Regions from separate parts of the Mus musculus genome. Here regions 1 and 2 are each linked to region 3. Evidence: chromatin contacts called from public ChIA-PET data. All regions are on one chromosome and are shown on one strand. Each heading gives the region's core, a stretch centred on a gene start, on an enhancer-like site or on the middle of the called end of the contact. The rest is flanking DNA. Distances are from core to core; before and after follow the strand shown.

Region 1 (3,675 bases), core at 941-3,440, 370 kb before region 3:
GAATAGATCTGGTTGGAGGCAATGAGCCCTTGAACACTGCACAGACAGATTTATAAGGCTCAGGCAGGCACAGCACCCCAGGTGCCACTGTGCTTGGAAACTTCTGGTTTATGGCAACTCCAAATGAGGGCCCAGAGATGTGCGCTTCTGCTTCTTCGTTTCTGTAAATGCTAGGAAGACGCAGGAGCTGCTTCACTGCAGCTCTCTGGGCACGAGGAGAGGGACAGCCAGGCGCTCCCTCCAGGCTGTGGGGAAGGAGAATGGAATATCAGCCCTTCCCTGCCGGTCTCCCCTTAGTGTGCAGAGCTGCCAGGCAGTACTGCTCGTGGTGATGTCCTACCAGCGCACATCTAGGTAGCACTATGTGATGTTCAGCGCATGCTTCATGGCTCAGCACTGGGCAAAACAAAACACAGACAAACAAACAAAAAATCGAACAAGGCTAAGCACCAGAGTCATTTAACTTCATCTCGTCTTCTGGATTTATAAAATGGTGCTAATAACAACACTGTACACACTTGGAAGGGCTGGGCTGGGATCCAACAGGCTCATGCCCGATCGTGCCAGAGTAAATAATGCAGTGCTCTGTGAACTCACAGCCAAGGTGTGTGGGCACTGATGACCCCAAGCCACTTGGGGCCGGGCTGTTACCAGGCAGCCACTAGGAGCAGCCGCCGTGAACGTCAGTAATCGCAGCCGAACATCTATATTCCTATCAGTTTCGCAGGAAATAAAATCTAGTGTTTTACAGTCCCCGGGCAAATAACATGTGATGGTATTTATCAGCCAAGTGTGTTTGAAATTAATCACTTGTCTTTGTTTCTACTCCTGAAGAATAAGGGTAAATCTGAGACAGTTTCAGGTTATTAAGGGGGGTACGAGGGCCCCCTGCCGCCTGGGAACGCCAGGCCCACTGCACACAGGCACTGTGTCTGTACTGAGGTTTGTGCTGCCTTTGTATATTGACCTCTCTGCAGTTTCTGTGCCAGAAAAGCAGCAGCTGCTTCCCACAGAGGGCACATCTGGGAACATCTGTATTTGAATACTAAAATGCAGCCAGAAAGCATCACTAGCAAACTATCTGGCAGAGGAAGACAATGGCTTTCTCTTTCGATGTGATATAAATGAGTTGTGTTTTTGCCAAAGCACCGCTCCGAGCTACAGGCTCTGGCACTGGGGCCAGCCACCCCGTCACCCTGACAAGCTTCATGAGGCTCAAGCTAGAGCTAGAAATTTATTCACACATCAACCCATTTTCAAGGGTTTTGAGTTTGAGAACTAAAATAAGGTTTAAGCTATCCAAATTAGAACCACACTGGTGACATGAACACTAAACACTGTCCTGACAATGCACACATTTCCTCCTGTCCTTACAGTGTGCATTTTTCATAGTGGTTATAGTTTGCACGGTTACCTAAGGAATATTTGGTGTGCTTACCAATTGATTAATTGCATGTACTTGGGGAGATGGGGATTGTATTTGCAGTTAGTCGCAGAAATATTGATTCTCCCTTTTACTACCTAAGCCCACGTGGGTGAGGTATTCCCTGCGGTTCAGTGCTCATAAACCTGGGGCCTCAGTTAGGTACCAAAGCCCAGGGAAGGAACACAGACACATGGACAGGCTCTGGGATAGGACATAGGGCAGACTGTGAGGCTACAATGCATGCAATCACAGTACACAGAACTCCAGGTACCCCCTCCCCTTGTGAGACATGTATATTAATACTTTGTAAGGCTTGGAAAGCCCAGGTCAGGGTTTGGCTGGTGCTTAAACTTGTAGGTTTTAGTTTCTTTTTATCTCCAACATACTTAGCACATAATTTCAGAGATGTGCTAAGAGGGCCAGGTGACATATCACAAAACCCTGCCACCACAGCTACCAAGACAGCAGAAGCAGCTAAATCCTGACAGGCAGCACCTTTTCCCTCACAAACAGCAGGCAGCACCGTACCCAGATTACCACTCTGCAAATGTCTGCCTGAACAGCTGCCCTTGTTTTAGGGATGGCTACGTCACTTGTCCTGTGGCTGTGACTAAAGAACACCTGACACGCGGAGCTGAAGGGAGGATTAGTTTTGCCTTAAGGTTTGAGGCGATGTGGGTTTGAGGAGAACACCACGGTGAGGGCACAGTGCATCTGGAGTCAAGAAGCAGAGAGCGAGCAGGAAGTGGAGTGAGGCCCGCCCCAGTGACCCGCTTCCTCCAGTCAGGCTCCATTTCCTCAGGCTTTACAGCCTCCCAAATCACAGCCCCGTGGTTCCAGCCCTCGGGTGGCCGGCACACGAGAATTGATTGCTTGAGTTCACAAGGCCTTACCTCCAAACCAAAATAACACAGCCAAAGACTTTCAAACAGTTAATGTTGAAACGGTGGCGTTTGTGAGGCCATGTGAGGCTGAGTTTGTCTGTAAAGCCACAAGACAAAAGGTGAAACCAGAGATATACGCATCGGTGAAAGAGGCCAGCCTGAGACGGCTCCTTTCCGCTTGCGTCATTCAGGACCAGGCAAGCTTCAGAGTGAAGAAGTTCCTGGGGACAGTGAGTGGTGGCATAACGGGGGTTTTAGGGCACTGACACTGTTCTGTGTGATACAATAGCGGATATGTGACATTTACATTTACAACACAGAGTGAGCCCTACTGTAAATGTCAACTTCAGCTAACAATACATCAACGCCGGCTCATCATTTATGAGATATATACCTTACAGAAGATGTCAATGAAGGGGAAGTAGGAGGTGACAGTGTGCAAACCCTATTTCCTCAGTTTTCTGCTCTAAAATAAGGCAGTTGATAGATAGATAGATAGATAGATAGATAGATAGATAGATAGAACTTCCCCCCTTGGGGGTGGGTGGGTAGTTACAGGAAACAGAAACAGCTCAAACAGAGGCAGGTTGGGCGAGTCTATACCTAGGGTGGACAATACAAGGCTTTTCCACACACAGCTTCATCTGATGATCATCATGTCAAACCTGACACGTGACGAGACAAATCTGTGTGCACAGAGGTGTGACATCCTAAAAGTACTAACAATACCGCTGGGCAGGGACACACGCGGCAATTCCAGTCCTGGTATCCATGGCTCAAGCTCTGCACGGAGAGCCCGGCACACGGCAGGAGGGAGAGCCACAGGCTAAGGAGAGCAATGCTAACTAACATGGCACCCGTGTTAGTACTGACCGAGGGCAGTCCTTGGGACGTCTCTCCCCAGCCCGTGTGAAGCTGACTGGAGGTGGCTGTGTACCTGCCTCGGCTAACGCACACGATTGTCTCCTGGAAAACGGAGACAATGTGAGAGCAGGACATATCACCACATCCTTTCTTCTGTTGCTACAACTGTTCCATCTGAACTGATCCGCAAGTAGGAAGCATGACAGCGTGTACGAGACCCCTGGCTCATCTGTAGTGGACACAGAGTGGGCACACGAAAGGAAGCTCTGCTTTAAGCCTCTGAGATACTGGGATTGCTTATTACCCCATGGCCCGCCAATCCTGACTAATACTCGGGTATAAACGAGTAACGTTACTCTCCAGGAGACATCCCGGGGAGAGTCAGCTATGAAAACTCTATCGGCCCAGTTCCGTGCCGGTGACATACACTTCTGCATTGGAACTTTAGTCCTTTTTATAGGAAAACCACATTTGAGAAGAACCGGGCACCTAAATCAGCAT
Region 2 (3,545 bases), core at 994-3,493, 350 kb before region 3:
CTGGGAAAAACCGTACATGATCTAATAATAAATTCAGACATGAAATTAAACATCTCGCCATGGATTTACAAAACCAGTTCTGCAAAGTCACGTCTAACGCATGGATTCCACGTAGTGAGAAGGAATTACAGTGACGGAGAGAAATGGGATCATATATAACCTCCTACTATCATCAGGAGATTTCTTACTCTACATCGAAATCAACAGTAATAGATATGCACTCCCACACTTGGGAGGTGGAGGCAGGAGTTCAAGGCCATCGCTGACTACACAGCAAGTTAATGGTCACAGTGGCCTCCACGACAGCCTGTCTCAAAACCAAAACTCAACAGCAAAAAAGAATATATGAGATAAAATGATAAAGTCAGGCGATACATTGGACACAGAGAAGTACCATCAGTGGACAGAGTGTGCCCTTCAGAATTAAGCTAACTTGCTTCATGCTCTGGAGTGTCCGACACTATGCACTGCCTGCAGACCTTACCTGTGCACACACTCATCACTACACAGTCACCCTGCTTGCCCACCCACCACCATCTCATTCAGAAAAATCTTTAAATACCAGGAAGCTATCAGGTTCACTCATACTGGCAGGCACAGATATCCCCTGCCCCCATTCCAACTTCTCCTTACAACTTTGCAGTGATAACAAATGCCGTTGTCTTTAAGATGTCAGGCTTGCTAGTTCATTTTTTGATAAAAACGTCCCCAACATCCAAGTCAAGGAAACCATTTTTCTGCCACCCTTTTCACAGAAGACGATGTCCTGTGAGCTGCCACCCACAGTGTTCCAACCGTATGAGCTGGGAAACACATACAGTCACAGGTGGGGGTGGGGGTTCTACTGGAAGTGACTTTGGCTTTGGCTGTGGTGTAGCAGAGGCAAGCTGGGCCTCATACCCAGCTGACTACAGAGAATACTAGAAAGATGTGAGACTGGCAACATCCACAATTTTATTGCTTCATAGAGTGAGGGATAAGCAGACAGGCAGAAGGAAAGGCCACAGCTAGATACAAAGATGGCAGACTTCCAGCTTCTCTTGCATACTCCTGACCAGAGACCAGATTCCTGGCGGGTTTTTTCTCCAATCAATACAGTTTCCCGACCTGTGAGCAAATCTGAAAATGTTAAGGCCAGAATAGAATTACCCCAAAGTAGGGGGTCCATCAGCCTCCCTGTCTTTATTTAAACTGACCAATCCTAAATTAGGGAGGGAGACTCTCAAGGGACCCTGAGATCTCCAGTCTCAAGGTGTGATTGGACTTCAGCTTCCCAAGCCCCACCCCTTGCTGTGCGTGTGTGTGCGTGTGCGTGTGCGTGTGCGTGTGTGTGTGTGTGTGCGCGCGAGTGTTCAGTGTGTGTTTCCTCATTCCTAATAAAAGCCTTTCTTCACCAGCTGATTCAGTCTGCTGTCTGACATTTTCCTCCCCACTGCTACCTGTTGTGTGAGAGTTTTTAAATTGTCTTTTACTTTTTTTTAACTGACAGGGAAAATAAATCTGATCCAGACTCCTAACAAGTCGGGTGAGGACGCTCTTGGGAGAAAACCCTAAGCTCGTGGCAGAGAGGACAGAGAGGTTTATGCAGCCCATGCAGCTGCCTGGGTCACACTGAGACCTTCACAGGTGGGCCGCCCTGGCTTCTGGGCCAATATCAATAAATGTTTTTTTTTTTTTTTAACAATGCAAATGGCCTCTTTTATGAAGAAACTGACCTTGGAGCTTCCCTGGAAGGCTGGGGGTGGGGGGCTCAGAGCACACTGATGCTCTGCACAGTCCTGGACTCAGTAGATTTGAGCTCTATCCCAGGGGACCACTGGCCATGGGCTCCCGAGCATGCAGCTGGGCTGCTTTTAGCCTGGGACTATTTGGTTAACCAGTGATGGGAAAAGCACCAGACACAGAGAGCTACTGTAGAGAAGATCAGAGGAGCAGGCAACAAGTTGCAAACACTCAGAAGATGTTTACAGAATAATTTTTAGTCCTCTTCCTTGATGTAAGAGGGAGCTTATTCCATCCCACAGCTATCCTGAGGTCAGGGGAGGTAGGCAGCTCAGAGGACTGATTGTGAACTGGGACCCCCGACCCCCATCTGGGGCTCGAGTAAGAGATCGAGCCACACGGAAACGGGGGGGAGGGGTTAAAAAATGTTCTATGTGTATTCCGTCAGTAACCATGCCAACCGTCTCTGTCTACAGGAAGTGGGGGTGCCTCCTGAAGCTCCCCCATCACCACACTACAGACGCTCCCCCCACCTCCCCTAGGAAACCTGATTTTCATTTTCCCTTTGTTCTCTCCTGCGCACAGAGCTGCACTCGACATAATCTTTGTGATTTCAGACTTTCCCTACTCCAGCTGCTGTGACACATCTGGTGTCCTTTATCTGGGACACCTGCTTCAGGAGTTTGACAATCAAGGTGCTGACTCAGTTCTTTTCGGGGAACTAAAACTTTCTCGTTTCCTTAGGAGTGTTAGGCGTGAGGGACGAAATGTTTAGTAAAGCACAGTCACACATCTCGTTACCAGATGCCAGGCACTTATGCAGAGCAGGAGCTCAGACTGCAGTGTCTTGTTCAGCCCCGCCGAGACACTGTGTTAGTTATCTATTGCTGCGTAACAACACGTCCACAGACAGAGCCACTTAAAACAGCACGCATTCGTTGCTCTGTCTGGTGAGTCAGGAGTCCAGGCACAGCCTCGCTGGCTCCTGTGGGATGCCAGAGGCATTGTGAAGGCGGCATGAGCTCTCATTTGGAGACTGTGCCCAGGGGAAACCTGCTCCCCAGTCTGGGTAACACTCAGCCCCTTGTGATTATAAATCTCAGAGCTTCAGTATTTTGATGGCCATCAACGGAGACTTCCCTTGGCAACAGACATCCTGTCATCTGGAGATCCTACACATGGACACTGTAGCTACTGTTCCTTTGTATCCAACAGGGAGAGGGAGATTCCAGCAGGGCAGATGCTACAATGGTACACTAACCACACACACACACACACACACACACACCCCAAAAGTGCCAGCATATGCATGATTTGTTTGTGTGTGCATACTAACCTGTGTGTGTGCATGCATATAAGCCTGTGCATGTGTGTATATACAAGCCTGTGTGTGTGTGTATACAAGCCTGTGTGTGCATGTGTATACAATCCTGTGTGTGTGTATATGTGTGTATCTGTGTGTGTGCATGTGTGTGTGTGCACGTGTATACAAGCCTGACTGTGCATGTGCAGACGCCAGGAGGATATTGACTGAGGTCCTGCTTGATTGATCTCTGCTTCTCTCCCTTGAGTCAGGGTCTCTCAATCAGTCCGCAGCTAGGGTGGTGGCCAGCCAGCCCCAGAGACCTTCCTGTCCCCACTCCCAGCATGGGGGTTACAGGTATGTGGCCACACCCTGCTTTTTACAGGGATACTTGCATCTGAACTCAGCAATCATTCTTTACCCATGGGGTCATCTCTTTAGCACAATTTTGGCATGGCCTGTTGGGAAACTCCAAGGTCCTGCTCACCCCAGGAGAGGAGGGGTCAGACTAAAGCACTGT
Region 3 (3,356 bases), core at 343-2,842:
TGAGGGTGAATAATCTAGGACCAGATTGAAATAGGGCATGTGTGCACACATGCTCACACATTTCCCTGTGTTATTGGGCTCAAAAATGGCATGTGAACAAAATTGCCCACATTGCACACCTCCTCCCCAAATGACTGTGGTCATAAGTATCATGAGCTCAAACATGCCCATGTCATCCTTCATATGGTGAGACTCAGAATGGGTATGTGCGACAACACACACACACACACACACACACACACACACACACACACACACAGAGCCTTTGATTTGGCATTGGGTCAACATGGCAATATACCCCTCCCCAAATGACAATGTTTGTATACATCAAGTGCTCCAACATGCCCATGCAGTTCCCATGTGACCAGACAGGCAAGAAAAACACCTGAGGCAAACCAAATGCCCATGCTATAAATAATCCCAGCATTTGCAGGAGAATCAGCAGCTCACGGCTATTCTATGTGATGAGCTCTGGGATAGCCTGGACTACAGGAAACCCTGCCTCAAACTTCCCCTCTAACAACAAAAGTTAAGTAAAATAATAAATGAAGGAAAACTGATGCCTTCGGTGAGATGGCTCCAAGGATAAAAGACCTTGTTGCCAAGTTTGACAACCTGAATTTAATGTTAAGAGTCACAAAGTAGACAGAAACATCTTTTACATTTTCCTCTGACCTTCACATGACCATGTTCTCAAGTCTCCGTCCCCACATACAGAATAAGCAAATGTAATAAAAGAGAGAAAATGGATGTGGTGGCACCTGCCTTTAATTCCAATACTCAGGAGGAAGAGGCTGAGGGATATCTGTGAGTTTGAGGTCAGCACGATCTACAAAGAGACAAAGCAAGTTCGAGACCAGTCGGGCCTACAATGTGAGAAGACTCAGTTAAAAAACTTTCAATCCCCAGTTCTCAGGAGGCAGAGGCAGGCAGATCTCTGAGTCTGAAGCCAGCCAGTTCTACTGAGTGAGTTCCAGGACAGGCAGGGATACACAAAGAAATCCTATCTCGACTTCTCCAAAAGAAAGCACAAACAAAACAAAACAAAACAAAACAAGTGGTAGGAAGTACGTAGGGCAGAGCTGGAGAGATGGCTCAGCTATTAAGAGCATCTACTGCTCTCCTGGTTTGGTTACCAGTTTCCACATGGCAGCTCATTACTGCCTGAAACTCCAATTCCAGGACCCGACACATACATGTTTAATATGAATGTTTCACGTGTTTATATACACATACACGGTGCATATAAACTCCTGTAGGCACACACATATACATATGAATAAAATAAGTAAATAAAAAAATGCCTAGGGCAGAGCGAGGAGCCACAACCAGAGATAGTTCTGACATTGACATGCCCAGTCTGCTCCGGCCCCGCCCATATCCTGCCTCCTCTCTCAAGTCCCGCCCAGTATAGGGCTGGGCCCATCGAGGCACCACCCAAACTAAGCCCCGCCCCGCCTTACCACCCACGAGGTGTCCTTCATTTCGGACCCGCCCATTGCCAGCTCCGCCGCCTAAGAGGTCTTGAGCTCCGCAGGCCCCGCCCATCGTCCCGCCTCCACGCAGTGCGGCTGCGCCGGCACCTCGGGCTCCGAGGCCCGGGTGCCGCGGATCTTTTGTTTCCCTGCGGGGCTCCGAGCCGCATCGTCAGTCAGGCCCGGACTTGGAGCTGGAGTGTGTCAGAGCTGAGTCCCGAGTCGGACCGGGTCCCGACTGTCAGCGCCGGGAGGGTACCGAGGAGGACGCCGAGGGAGCGCGCCCCTCCGTCCGCCGGCCTGTGGGACTGGGACCCGGCTCAGGCCTGCCCGATGGGGCACGGGGCCCTGGCGATGAGCCCGCGCCTCCGTCCCCGCGTACGCGGCCCGCCGGCCTCCGCCTGAGCCCAGCGCACCCCGTAGCGCCGCCCCGGGGCCCGAGCCCGGGCTCGCGCCCCCGGCCCGCGCGCGCTATGGAGCCGGGCCGCGGCGGCGTCGAGACCGTGGGCAAGTTCGAGTTCTCTCGCAAGGACCTGATTGGACACGGCGCCTTCGCGGTGGTCTTCAAGGGTCGACACCGCGAGGTGGGTGAGGCTCCCGCGGAGGCCTCGCAATCCCGGACTCCCAGCCCAAGGGACACCTTACCTCCGGTAATCCGTAGAGGGACCCAATTAAGGACCCCCCAGCCCGGGAAACCCACCTGCTACTCTAGCTCCAGAAAACTGGAGACGCCAGCCAGCACAGGATTCCCTACCTAGCCCCGAAGTCAGACCAGTTCTGAGAACCTAACCTGGGACTCCATCCTGGGACTTAAATTCCAGGCCGGCTGACAGACACTCACTATCTGTCTGCCTCTGGCAGCCTCCCATTCCAAGACCCTTGGGACAGCCACCCTAAGCCATCTCTGTGTTCCCTGCTTGGTGGGGAGCAGGAGGGGGGGTTGTTTTCAACCCTGAAGGTTCACGTTTGGCTTTTCAGAAGCACGACCTGGAGGTGGCCGTCAAATGCATTAACAAGAAGAACCTTGCCAAGTCCCAAACACTGCTGGGAAAGGAAATCAAAATCCTGAAGGTGAGCCAGCGCCTCGGGGGAGGGGGAGAGGGTGGGTCAGCTCTTTTCTTGCTCATGAGAAACTTGGATTTGTGTCCTAGGAACTAAAGCACGAAAACATCGTGGCGCTGTATGACTTCCAGGTAAGGCTCAGCGTTGGGCTTGGGGGAGGGGTAAATCTATTCTTGCCCTTGTCCCATCCACTGTTGCTTCAGGACCTAGGTTGCCTGGGGCTGGAGCCCCCCTGAGGGCAGATGATGGCTTTAGATTAGTATTTGGTTTAGGTGAAAGGAGCTGGGTTCTGAATGCCTTGTCTCACGCTTGTCCTACTGTGAGGCCACTTAGGGCCAGGGAGACCTCATCTCTGGTCCAAGTTTTTCCTGGCTTTTCCTAGGTTCTGGGGACCTCTCTAGCTTATATGTTGCCTGCATGGGAAGGAAGGCGGCCATCAACACTAATGTTGAATCTCTGGCGATTGCCTGGTTTACATTGTTTGGGTTCAGCGTACCCTGGTGCCAAAGACCCTTTCTTCACTGTGATGTCTGACCCAGTGGCCCTTACTGAGAATGGGGTTCCGGGCAGGCCCACCTGTCTGGGCTGGCGGGTTTGTTTGTTGACATTGCTTCAGCGGCCTGGCATTGGCCAGCCCACTCCTGCGTCAGAGGCTGGAAGGGGGAGGGGTTGCTGGAGATTCCTTCTAGCCGGCAGTTGGGGCTGGGCCCACTCATCCGGCCGGCGGGAGGTTGCTACCGCCACCTCAGAATTGGCTGCCTGAATGAGCAAGCCAGCTGACCAGCCAGCTTCTGTGCTGCCCTCCAAGCCCCCCAGCCC

The links. ChIA-PET counts read pairs in DNA pulled down with a chosen protein or histone mark.
Region 1: a contact with region 3 is called in an RNA polymerase II ChIA-PET map of memory CD8 T cells, with 8 read pairs. The contact joins the enhancer-like site here to the promoter of Ulk1 in region 3. A contact is called at or near these places in 5 of 39 promoter capture datasets (the C10 cell line, frontonasal cranial neural crest, hippocampal neurons and 2 more), 1 of 484 Hi-C or Micro-C datasets (CD4 T cells) and 5 of 115 datasets of contacts at active chromatin or transcription factors (astrocytes, effector CD8 T cells, embryonic forebrain and 2 more).
Region 2: a contact with region 3 is called in an RNA polymerase II ChIA-PET map of memory CD8 T cells, with 16 read pairs. The contact joins the enhancer-like site here to the promoter of Ulk1 in region 3. A contact is called at or near these places in 1 of 39 promoter capture datasets (hippocampal neurons) and 5 of 115 datasets of contacts at active chromatin or transcription factors (embryonic forebrain, embryonic stem cells, forebrain and 2 more).

The regions. Positions count from the first base shown.
Region 1 is chr5:111,177,221-111,180,895 of GRCm38.p6, reverse strand. All of the region lies in intron 5 of Ttc28 (tetratricopeptide repeat domain 28), which reads right to left. Among named protein-coding and RNA genes, the nearest start is that of Gm35628, 56 kb to the left of the region's middle. Within about 2 kb of position 2,190, at least 152 of the 459 cell types and tissues checked have an H3K27ac peak or open chromatin away from gene starts, as enhancers often do. A contact at or near this core is called in effector CD8 T cells, memory CD8 T cells and pre-B cells, where this site is marked.
Region 2 is chr5:111,158,824-111,162,368 of GRCm38.p6, reverse strand. All of the region lies in intron 5 of Ttc28 (tetratricopeptide repeat domain 28), which reads right to left. Among named protein-coding and RNA genes, the nearest start is that of Gm35628, 74 kb to the left of the region's middle. Within about 2 kb of position 2,243, at least 64 of the 459 cell types and tissues checked have an H3K27ac peak or open chromatin away from gene starts, as enhancers often do. A contact at or near this core is called in memory CD8 T cells, where this site is marked.
Region 3 is chr5:110,808,317-110,811,672 of GRCm38.p6, reverse strand. Ulk1 (unc-51 like kinase 1) reads left to right here and starts at 1,592. Exons shown (of 28, transcript NM_009469.3): 1 at 1,592-2,059; 2 at 2,454-2,546; 3 at 2,627-2,668. The coding sequence starts at 1,949.